Regions from separate parts of the Mus musculus genome. Here region 2 is linked to region 1. The links are chromatin contacts, called in public Hi-C maps. All regions are on one chromosome and are shown on one strand. Each heading gives the region's core, a stretch centred on a gene start, on an enhancer-like site or on the middle of the called end of the contact. The rest is flanking DNA. Distances are from core to core; before and after follow the strand shown.

Region 1 (5,870 bases), core at 2,441-4,940:
TCTAGTACATGACATGAGGTATTACTTAGAAGTGGTGTGGGGATACTGAACCAAGACACCAAGGGAATAGTTTATAAGCAAGTCATGGATTCCGAATCTGCTCTGGGTCCAGCAGCAACAAGACAGAGCAGGAGTTGTCAACCTCCAGAGGCCCTTCAGGCCACGCACAATGTGTGTAGGTCAAATTTCATGCCTGCTCTTGCGGTTTCTTTTTTCGGTCATGGTCAGCTGCTCATGTGATTGCTCCAAGATTTATGGGTCCAGTCTCTATTCCTGGGATCAGACCAGTGAGCTCTGGCTGCTCTCAAGGTCTTTTCCAGCTGGGCGCGGTTCTCAAAGGAAAGAGAAGCATGCCAGCACTCCAGCAAGCAGGAAGAGGAAGGTGGTAATCGTGTCAGTGATTCTCAGAGAAGGAATGGAGGTGGAGTGTGGGCTCTGGGCTCCGCTTGTGACAGTGGCTTTATGAGCAGCCAAGGTTAGTTTTATCAGTGTCATCTTGTTTACTGGCCTTTGCCTCCTGCCTCATCCCTTGGACTAGGTGCTCTCTTCATAGGTAAGCCATCTCTGAAGTATACAGGAGATCACATGGTGGGCTCTTGTTTGTGTCTCCCAGTGATAAGTCCTTATCCTCTTTGGCTCCAAGCAAATTCCTAAGAATTCTCTAGCAATGTATCATTAACAACATCTTCCAAAGAGGCCTTGCTACTCTCTAGTCACTTGGCCAATGTTCTCCTGCATGAGGTACCAGGTAACATAGTGTTAAAAAACAAACAAACAAACAAACAAAAACCCCAAAGGTTGGCTTTAAAAAAGGACCGTGGTCCATGGTGTCCAATCCTTGTGCTCCTTCAAATGACATCAGTTTCATTGGCCAGAATGAACTACCAAAACACTGATAGAATAATCCTGATGAAGTTTAAAGAAAATGACCAAAGAAAAGCCAAATAGCGATACCCGCTATCTGATTTGTCTATGCTCAGTAGTACACGACGCTGTCATTTCCTCCCAGTTTAGGTATGTTCTGGAAGTGTTTTTAAAGGGAGAGTGTAATGTGGCCCAGTCGATCAAGGACATGGTTACAAAGTGCAGCCCTATTGATCATCTTAGGTCAGGGCTTTTGGATGAAAAACGCCACAAAGATCAGCTTTCCACCAACACTCCCAGGAACATCTGCACATAGGACAGTTCAAAACGGTGTTCCGGAAGATAACCACAAAGTCCTGTAAGCATTTCTCCCGTTCTTCTCTCTCTTTCCTTCTTCTCGCTCCTGCCATGTGCTTTCCCTTTATGCTTTTGTTTATTCCTTTCTCCCATTTTTTTTCTAATCAAAGACTATCATGCCCACCAAGGTAAGTACAATTAAATCAAAAGTAATTAGGTTTAATTCCATGACACATAAGAGAATCCACCAGACTGTCTCTCAGGAATGCCCTCATAGAATTCTCAGATGCAGACTGCGGTCCCAAAGGGCATGACAGGAACATTACATCTTGTAGGAAGCAGAATGAGGAATGTGTTTATTGTCCCAGAGGGAAAGGGGAGGGGGATAAGGAGGATGGAGGAAGGGTGGGAGCAAGGAATGGCATAAGCAAGATGGAGCAGAGCTTACAGATCAATGTAGTCATTCCCAGGACACACCCAGAATAAAAGTATACCAAAATGATTATAAGGTTCTGTGTGATGGAGACTTCCTGTTAACCAGTAAAATGCTCTATTCTGTATCTTGGCTGATAGCAGACAAAAAAAAAAAAAAACAAAAAAAAAACAAAAAAAAACATGGAATCCAGAAAGCTGCAGAGAAGCATAAGAAGAACCCAAGAGCATGTGGATTTTTGAGAAATCCAGGAAGGGGGAATTAAAATTGCCTGTCACAAGCCATTAAGTTGTTGCTTAAGCCCAGCTGAAAGGTTTCTTAAGAACACAGATATTGTATGACTTATTAGAAAACCAGGAGATTTTCTAGATTTTAAGGGGGCATTTGATATGATTAGGCAAGGATAGCAATCATCCAATAAAGTGAACAGTCATTCTCCTAAAAAGGCCTTTGCTCTTAGGGGTTCTCAGGAAAGACAGGCAGTATGATGGAGATGGTCCAGAGTCTCCCCACAGGAGGCTCTAGCCACTAGGGATGGAAAGGAAGGTAGGATTCTGACAGCAGATGAAGATAGTGCTTAGAAAGAACCTCTGGAGCCTTATTCTGGGTGAGGATCAATATTTGTGAGCCCAGGTGAGCAAAGATGGTGCATTCAATTTACTACAGAGATTCCCAGATGAATTCAAGACACGGACAAGGGGTGGGGAGAGAGAGAGAGAAGAAAGAAAGGAGGTAGGGAAGGAAGGAAGAAAGGAAAAGAGGAAGAGAGGAGAGAAAGAAGGAAGAAAAGAGGAGTAGAAAGAAAGGAAAGAAGGGATGGAGGGAGGAAGTGAGGAAAAAGTAAAAGGAAAGAGAGAACAAAAGAGGAAGGAGGAAGAGGAAAATGAGGGAGACAGTAAAAAAGGAGGAAAAGGAGGGGATAAGGAGATAAAGTAGAGAAGGGAGGGAAATAAGGAAGGGAGAAACGGAGGCTAGAAATGGAGGAAAGAGAAAGAAAGAAAGAGAGAGAGAGAGAAAGAAAGAAAGAAAGAAAGAGAGAGAGAGAGAGAGAAAGGGAGAAAGAAAGAAGGGGAGAGCCTGGCAGTGGTGGCACATGCCTTTAATCCCAGCACTCGGGAGGCTGAGGCAGGTGGATTTCTGAGTTCGAGGCCAGCCTGGTCTACAGAGTGAGTTCCAGGACCATCAGGGCTACACAGAGAAACTGTGACTTGAAAAACCAAAACCAAAACAACAACAAAAAGAAAAAAGAAAAGGAAAGGAAAGGAAAAGAAAAAGAAAAAAAAAGAAAAAGAAAAAGGAAAAGGAAAAGAAAAAGAAAAAGAAAAAGAAAAAGAAAGGGGTGGGGGGAGAAAGAAAGGAAGAAAGGGAAGGAGGCTCATTTGAGGCTATTTTGGCTGCCTGTCTAGACACAATGATGTGAGCATTCAGAGCTGCCTGGAGCCATACATGACAGAACCAGGGGCTAGATGTCTGGCATCTGCTCAGCTGAGGAGTAAGTAGAACAATGCCACAGAAAGAACTGAGGCCTAAAGACCTTCCCAGCAACCCCAGGGAAGGAAAGAAGTCATACAATAGCGCGTACAGCCTGGAAGAGCTACTCAGAGGGTCAACGTTTCTGTCAGCGGTCTCTCTCCACTTGTGGTCAACCAGAAATCTATTTTTCAAAATTCCTATCTATCTCTCTTCTATTACATGGTGTAAAGAACACCAAACATCACCACAAAGTGTGGTTATTTTTTTTTTTAATCTTTAATGCTAAGCTTCACAATGCACATGACATTAACTGTTGGGGGCAGCAGCAGTTTCCAAGAAGTTGATGGTCACCCCCAAAGTAGCAGAAGCTGGAGTTCAAGGGAAGGTCCTCGTGACCTCTTATTGGGAGAGATGCCATAGATACTGACGATGTTGTAAACAGACAAGACAAACTACAACATTAAAATACTCAGCAGATCTGGACGGGAAAGGCAGATCAAGTGTCCCATGAGAGAACGTTACAGGCTTGCGAGGTGGATTTGCCATTCGACTACCTCTCTCATGGGTCCAACTGAGCTAGCACAGTGCGCTCAGGCCCATGTTTATCTGGAGCAGCAGAAGAAAGGCAGCTGGTCTGAATTAAGTTCTGCCTTCTGAGGCCCTTGTGCATAGAGTGGGAGTCAGGGGTGGGGACAGCATGGGCGGCAAGCCCAGGACTTGTGGAGATGGGGCATATGGCCACAGTGCGTCATTATAGAGCGGGGTCACAATGTGTTGGCAAAGCCACTGAACTTAAACAATAATAGTGTGAGACACATCAAGAATAAAGCTCAGGCTTAGGGATTGCTGGTAGATCTTGAAGAATATAGAAAAATCAAATCTTGGAATAATTTTCATGGCTTTGGAGCACAGAATGCTATCATCCTGTCTGAGGAAAACATTGAGCATGGCCCTTTATATGCATCTATAGACCAAGATGGGTCCTAGGCAAATGAGCTGAGAGAATCTATGAAGTGGAATATGAGTACTAGAAATTTGTGAACTTCAACAGTGGTTTTGTCTGAGCCCCAGCCATTTCTGTAGTTAATCATCCAGGAAAGCAGGGACTGGCACTCTCGCTTCTATCCAGCGACACTGAGATGCTGAGCCTGTGAACCGCTTTTATCCTTGTTAATAGGAACAAGTGCCTATTTAAAGGTCTGAACCAGAGGTAGGTGATCAGACCAGTGATGATCTGACCTTGGGGAGACAGTATCAAAGAAACCGAATTCTACTCTAAACCCATAAGTTGATCATCTTCAAAAAGAACACGCAGTGGCTCAGACGCTGACGATCATCCGGTGGCAGATAACAGCGTTCTGACAACCTTCTTAGGAGTGATGTGTAAAAAAAAAAGTTAAAGATGGGGGAGGACAGTAGTCTATCATCCTGGGATAGTGTTCATGACAGAGAGGGGAAGTTGACCTTAGACTTGGATGCAAAGAATATAGCTTAATCCAATGGTAACCATAGACAAGGACTATGGAACTCAGGCACTCACTGAGACCATATCCTGAAAAGAGAGGCTTTTCAACCCACAGGAAAGAGTGCACATCAAGAGTGCTCTGTGATGATCTCACCAGAAAGAGGATCAGATTTAGCTGTCAATGTTAGATTCTGGATTTATTTTATTGGGACCCCAAATACAGATGCATCTTTCTAAAACCCAAATTAAACTGGACAACCAACTTCAGTAACACATATCAAGTACATGAAGAATTGTGAGAATTGTGTTCATGTGTGGATATTCATGTGCTCTCTCTCTCTCTCTCTCTCTCTCTCTCTGTGTGTGTGTGTGTGTGTGTGTGTGTGTGTCTTTGTCTGTGTCTGTGTCTGTGTCTGTGTCTGTGTCTGTGTCTGTGTAACTACATGTACATGTATGTGTATGGTGCTCTGAGGCCAACCTTGTGTATTCAACTTCTAGAGCTGTCCCTCTTGATTTTTTTTCTGAGATAATGTTTCTCCTTAGAATTAAGGAACCATCTTGGGGAGAAGACGTTGAAGGGCAGGGGGCCATCTTTCAAAACTGACCCCAACCTCTAGCATTGTCATCTTAATATCAACCTAAAGAGGGTAGACTGAGTTCCCGAGAAAGCCTAGGAGAATGGAACTGATAGCATAGCCAGGGAGGATGCTGCAGAAATTATCATATGCTAATACGAAAGGGTGGGCTGAGGCTGCCAAGACAGAGGAGAGCATCCTCCTACTCAGTCTCTAGCTTGGGGTCTCAGATAGACTTACAGTTAGTGTAACAATGATGGTGGTATAAATAACAATATATAGCAGCAGTATCCTCTCTATAACAACAACAATTCAGAGAGGGGGTCCGAGAAAGAGACAGAGACAGAGACAGAGACAGAGACAGAGACAGAGACAGAGAGAAGCCTGCAGGTCACAATCTTCTTAACAATTCACACTGCCTCTCCCTCAAATTCCCTCTTGGGCTTCTGCAGTGACTCCTGAACCAATGAGTCATTTCAATCGGAATGTTAATGTGTTTGACATGTGTCAACATCACCCTAAAAAAAATATTGGGTTGCTTGACTGGCACACATAGCACAGAGGAACCTGACAATGTGCGTGTTTGTCTGGGCCTTACATTTACAAGCCTTGTACAAATCCAGGGGCTCACGCAATCCTTACATCAGCCCAGTGAGGTAGCCATACAACACCCACATACCTGCTGCCCTCTCTTTAGTTTGAAACAGGCTCTTAGTAGACAAGGCCTTCTCTTCTTGAATCAGAAAACACTTATGGAAACTTT
Region 2 (5,870 bases), core at 1,231-3,730, 560 kb after region 1:
TGCACCTCTATGCCTGAGGTTTATTTCTCTGGGCTGACTTACGCCTCAGGACCACAGACACTTCACTCACATCGTTTCATATCCAGGTGGAAGCTTAGCCTGGGGGGTGGAGGTGGGGGGGGGAGCACTGCTAAGTGGCACTCTTCAAATGACTAAAGAAACATCCAAGGCCTGGACATAGCTACGGATGGCAGCCTTTCTTCTTATCCATAGCTAAACTAGAGGTCGTCCATCTCCATGAGGCTGAGGGCCCAGGAAGGTCAGGAGTTCTTCACTGCAAAAGAGTTTCAAGGAAGGGGGAAACCCCACATTGACTTTTTGCCTAAGGAGGCTCAACCCTAGATGTGAACAGAGGTGAGTTCAAATGTTGGCTCCATAGTCGCTAGAGAAAACGTATGTGACTGAGCCTCAAGCATTGGGTCCTAGCCCAGAAAAAAACTCTGCATCTTCCTTCCCCTGCCCCAGGTCAGGTAGGACTTGTTTTAGGGCTTTGGGGTTGGAGGCCAGTGAATCTTTTTACTCTTTACAGAGCTCATAACTGACTTGTTGAGTGATTTAAATAGGACAAATCATACGCATTCCATCATTGAATTCTCAACAGCCTTTTGAGTGTTAGAAATGATGGCATCCACTTAAAGAGAAAAGTGGCCCTTACAGGGGATGGAGACACAGTTGGCCTCAGGTACAAGATTAGCCATTGGCACCACTGGGGTTTGAGACCCAAACAATATAGACTCCTAATAAAGATGATGGGAAAGAAGCCAAGGTAATTGGCAGACAGACCAGGCACCTTAACAGAGTGGGGCTTCTGTGTGAACTTGGCTGCTCCTTAACCCCCGGGGAAATTGTAGCATGGATGCCTGAAGTGGCCCAGGACACATTTAAATCCAGGTTCACTTCGCAAACCCCATTACTTTCCTGTTTGTTTATCTCCAGCCAAGTTCAAGCTGCCTCTCCTATGTCATAGGGGACCACATGAATAATAGATATGTCATTTTTAACTGTCAACAACATAGCTGGAGTGGTGGCCATAGGATTTTAAATAACGCAGCGAACCTTCCTGCTGACACCATTTTTACCATATGCTTCAGGGTGGAACTAAACATAAGGGGGAATAAAGTAAGCATACATGCACACAGACACACATGCGTGCTCATGAATGCGCACAGGCACACACACACACGCATGCACACACACACATTACAGTACAATACAAAAATACAGTTAGTTGCCTATATGTCTTTGTCTGCATTTGGTTCTTTGGGTTCTGCCTTCCCCTCCTCCACTGATAACAGCCATCTGCTGTGGAAGCAACACAATTAAGCTGTTCTAACATCTTCCTGTGGTTAAATAGGCCCATCTTTCCCTATGACAGTTAGTTTATGGAATCGGGAGGGAATAGCTGTCATCCATGCCTACTTGGAAGTGACATTAGGATGATTAAGAAAAACAAACTGTTTTCTTCCAACAAGATCCTGGTTAGTCAGGTTTCAAGCGCCTAGGGTTTGGACACGGTGACATGAATCTCCCACTCTCCCGGCACGAGAGAACATTTGTCCTGAGACAAAAATCTTGTCAGGGACACGTGCGTCTCCACACAAAGTAAATCTTTAGGCTGGCTTGTCATGTCATATACAGTGACCTGGCACAGATCAAAAACAAACAGAGCTGTGGGGGTTTCCCCGGACTCTTATCGGCGAAGAGAATGGCAAACCCCAATCATATTGTGGGTACTCAATCGAAATAAAAAAAAGGGAAGGAATGAGCGGTTTACCCTGGGGCATGGAGTAGCCTCAGTTGTATTCTTTTGACATCTTTTAATTTTCAGAAATTCGCAACACACACACACGTGAGAGCACAGAGTGGATCAACCCTACCCACATCACCAAAGCGCAGGCGGCCAGCAGGATGGTTCAATGGGCAAAGCCACCTCCCATGAAGCCTAATGACCTGAGTTCAATATCCAGACCCCACATGGGAGAAGGAAAGAAACAACACCTGCAAGTTGTCCTCTGCAACCTGACAGCAAGCCTTCACACGTGGACACACATAAATAAATAAATAAATAATCAAACAAACAAACAAACAAACAAACAAAAACACAGCATAGTATGTACCAAACTCACTCCCACCTACCCTGCCAGCCCAGGGTGACTCAGGGCAATCTTCCTCCACTTATTCTCCACCTACTTCCTTCCCACACTTGGACCTTGGTGCAGCAAGTATCAGGTGTCATATAATCTGTTGTATAAGATTCAGTCGCCATCTAAATACTGTGCAAAGATACACGCCACACAGTCCCTGCCCTTCTACAAACCCTAGGTCTGCTGTGATAAATTAAACAGTGATCTTTAAAAGATATGGCTGGGACCTGAGCCTTGGAAATTGTGACTAAGACTTAGGTTGAGAGAGAAGGGTCCTCGCAGATGTAACCACTTAAGAATCTCCAGATGAGATCATCTTGGATTTGGGGTGAGTCCTAACTTCGGTGTTGGGTGTTGCTGGCGAGAGAAGGCAGAGTGAGATGTGAGGAGAACAGAGATGTAGGGAGAAGGTCATGAGAAGACAGAGGTGGAGGCTGGAGCGATGCGACCTCAAGCCGAGGAACATCTGACGCGGTCACAAATGAGGAGAGTCGAGGAAGGATATTCCCCCAGAGTCTCTAGAGAGAATGTGACCTCTGCTGACGTCTTAATTCAAACCTTCTGAGCTCCAGACCCACACATGACTAAATTCTTCCTGTTCTCAGTCATCATCTTGGGGATCCTTTGTAGTGGTCGTTATAGGATTCTAATCCTGCACCTTTCAACCATATGGAGAGACAAAAGATCAGGAAGAGTTCCCACAGCACAGCAGATTTGGGTGAGGTCTCTCTCCTTCACAGAGTCCCCTGTTCTCTCTTCTTTTCTATCTTTCCCGTCTCTGTTACCAGTGACCCCTCAATGTGGAGATGAACCCGATCAGATAATTGCTTGGCCTCCGAAATAGGAAACAAGACATGGTGCTCTGCTCCAAACCATTCAAACAACTCAGTCACTGAGAACATAGATTCAAACTGACCTGGTCAGTTTTAATGTCTTCCCTGTGGGGCCATTATGTGTCCCTTAGTCTTTTCTCTCAGAATTTCCAAACATGCTAAAGAACTTCACTACCTAGACTGCTCTGGAGTCCCTGCTCTTCCAACAGTCCCCACCCTTCCTCCTGCCTCTCCTGTCATTACCTCCCTAACGTGACTAATGAGATCTTGCTTGTAATGTACAGAGATAACAGATATACTAGGAATGAATGGGATGCTCTATTCCAAGGAGATGAAATAATGGGATCTCTTGGGTATGGAGGATGGTTGCTAATGGTAGACGATACTCAAATAAAGCTGGTTTCACATCCCTGGGGGGGGGGGGGAAATGATGTTGGAGAATACATAGGTGAATGAGAAAGCAGAGGTGAGGAAAAAAAAGAACAGGAAAGAGAAGGTTTAAAAAAAGAGTAATATGTACAAATTAAAGAAATAGCTGTGTATAATGGTCCATAATGTAAGCCCCCACAGGGAGGATAATGAGGTTCAGGAGTTTAAGGTCAGCCTTGACTACATGGTGAGTTTAGACCCAACCCCAAGTTGCATCATGAAACTCTAGCTGGGCAAGAGAAGGAGAAGGAACACCTAGCTAGACGTACAAGCAGCCAGGTTTCTGAGTCCATATTTTTGGATAAACTGGCTTTGATAGGCTTCGTTCCCATGTCTTAATGAACAGCTGACTAGATTATAAGATATAAAAAGCCAGGGGCTGGAGAGATGGTTCAGCAGTTCATAGCATGTACTGCTCTTGTAAGGGATCCCAGTTCAGTTCCCAGAACCCAAGTTGGGCAGCTTATAACTACCTGCAACTCCAGAGCCAGGTGATCCAGCGCCCTCTTCTGGCCTCCATAGTCACTGCCCTTATGTGCACATACACACACACATCTAATTAAAAATTAATAAAATAAATCTTTAACATACAGTAAACCCAATGCATGCTACCATGACCTCACCCTTTGACCTTACACCTGGGTGTACCCCTATGAATAAAACATGAGAGTACCACACTGGGACACTGAGCTACGGAGATGCTCCTGGAGGAAGAATTGGAAGCATGACTCATCCTTCTGTGGCTTTGCTCTTGCCTTCTTCCCAACTGAGGTCTGTGTCCAGATTCCATCTTTCCAACATCTGTTTCCTGAGACCTTGTGTCCTGTAATCCTTTGTCAAGTGTTTCTCCTCCTCCCAGTGCCCATGGCATTCACTCTTCTATACTGGACTCTCCTGGGTCTATCAATATTATCTGTGCCCTGATTTGTCTTCTCCCACTTCTCTCTCACTGACGTGTGTCTGTACCCAACTCAACATCTGGCTTTGAGCAGTCACCCCATAAACATTTTATTTATTCAAAATGAATAGGGTGGTATTACACATCTGAAACACCTAATATTTTAAGGACAATATTTTCATATCAATATGATAAACCACTTAGGGTCTAATAGTACTCACTCTTTGTGTGTGTGTGTGTGTGTGTGTGTGTGTGTGTGTGTGTGTGTGTACAAATGGAGGCTAGAGGCCACTGTTGGGCTACCTCCTCTGTCCCCCTTTCCTGTATATTCTGATGCAGCGTCTCTCATTGACCTGAAGCTCACTGATTTCGCCAGCCATTGAGCTTCTGATCCCATCTCTGCCTTCCTGGCGCGAGAATTGCAAGTCTATGTCGGTATCTTAAGCCTTTTTAGTTTTGGTTCTGGCTTTTTAAATGTGGGTCCTAGGGATCTGAATCCAGACCCTCATGTGTGTGGGGTAAGCAGCGTGCTAACTGAGCCATCTTCCCAGCGCCAAGGTGCCCTTTATAAGTGAAGATGACATAGAACATAACCCCAAAGTAGACAGGCCTTCTCTTTTCCGGACACAGTGAATGATGTTGGCTGACAAGCACTGAGTATCTACTGTGTTCCAGACATCATTACAAGGGTGACATTAGGTCATTTAATCACTATAATCAACTCAAGGATTAGAAAAGAACCCCCTACCTGCGTCTTATAGACAAGAAAGCTGAGGTACAGAGGTATTAAGCTTCTTACGAACAACATATGGGTAAGAACTATTCAGAGAAAAGACTCATTATCCAGTGAGGCTCTAAGTTCCACAGTGAAGTCCACCGAGATGCTCAGCAGAGAATTAAGCTTGCTTTGCAAGCACAAGGACCTAAGTTTGAAGATCCTGAAGCCCTGTAAAAAGCCACGTGGCATTTTTCCTTTTTTTTTTTTTCTTTTTCTTTTTTTTTCTTTTTTCTTTTTCTTTTTCTTTTTTATTATATTTTTATTAGATATTTTGTTTATTTACACTTCAAATGCTATCCTGAAAGCTCCCTGTACCCTCCCCCCGCCCTGCTCTTCTACCCACCCACTCCTACTTCTTGGCACTGGCGTTCCCATGTACTGGGGCATATAAAGTTTGCAAGACCTAGAGTCCTCTCTTCCCAATGATGGCCGACTAGGCCATCTTCTGCTACATATGCAGCTAGAGACATGAGCCCTGGGGGTACTGGATAGTTCATATTGTTGTCCCCACCCCCTATAGAGTTGCAGACCTCTTCAGCTTCTTGGGTACTTTCTCTAGCTCCTCCATTGGGGGCCCTGTGTTCCATCCTATAGATGACTGTGAGCATCCACTTCTGTATTTGCCAGGCACTCTTATTGAACTTTATTAAAAAAATCCTTCATTGACAAAAAAAAATTAAAAAGCCGCATGGCTGACATGCATATAATGCCAGCAATGGGCAGATAGAGACAGGCAGATCCCACAGGCTGGCCTAGCCAAACCAGCAAGCTTCCAGTTCAAGGAGAGA

The links. Hi-C and Micro-C count contacts between places; a contact is called where the count stands out from the background.
Region 2: a Hi-C map of uterus shows a contact between it and region 1, with 2.7 times the contacts expected there. The contact joins two enhancer-like sites. A contact is called at or near these places in 1 of 484 Hi-C or Micro-C datasets (uterus) and 1 of 115 datasets of contacts at active chromatin or transcription factors (fibro-adipogenic progenitors).

Annotation. Positions count from the first base shown.
Region 1 is chr8:115,855,896-115,861,765 of GRCm38.p6, forward strand. It overlaps Gm31037 (a long non-coding RNA gene), which reads left to right and starts at 358. Exons shown (of 4, transcript XR_388069.2): 1 at 358-475. Within about 2 kb of position 3,691, at least 5 of the 459 cell types and tissues checked have an H3K27ac peak or open chromatin away from gene starts, as enhancers often do. A contact at or near this core is called in uterus, where this site is marked.
Region 2 is chr8:116,416,056-116,421,925 of GRCm38.p6, forward strand. No RefSeq gene overlaps it. Among named protein-coding and RNA genes, the nearest start is that of Gm31278, 67 kb to the left of the region's middle. Within about 2 kb of position 2,481, at least 9 of the 459 cell types and tissues checked have an H3K27ac peak or open chromatin away from gene starts, as enhancers often do. A contact at or near this core is called in uterus, where this site is marked.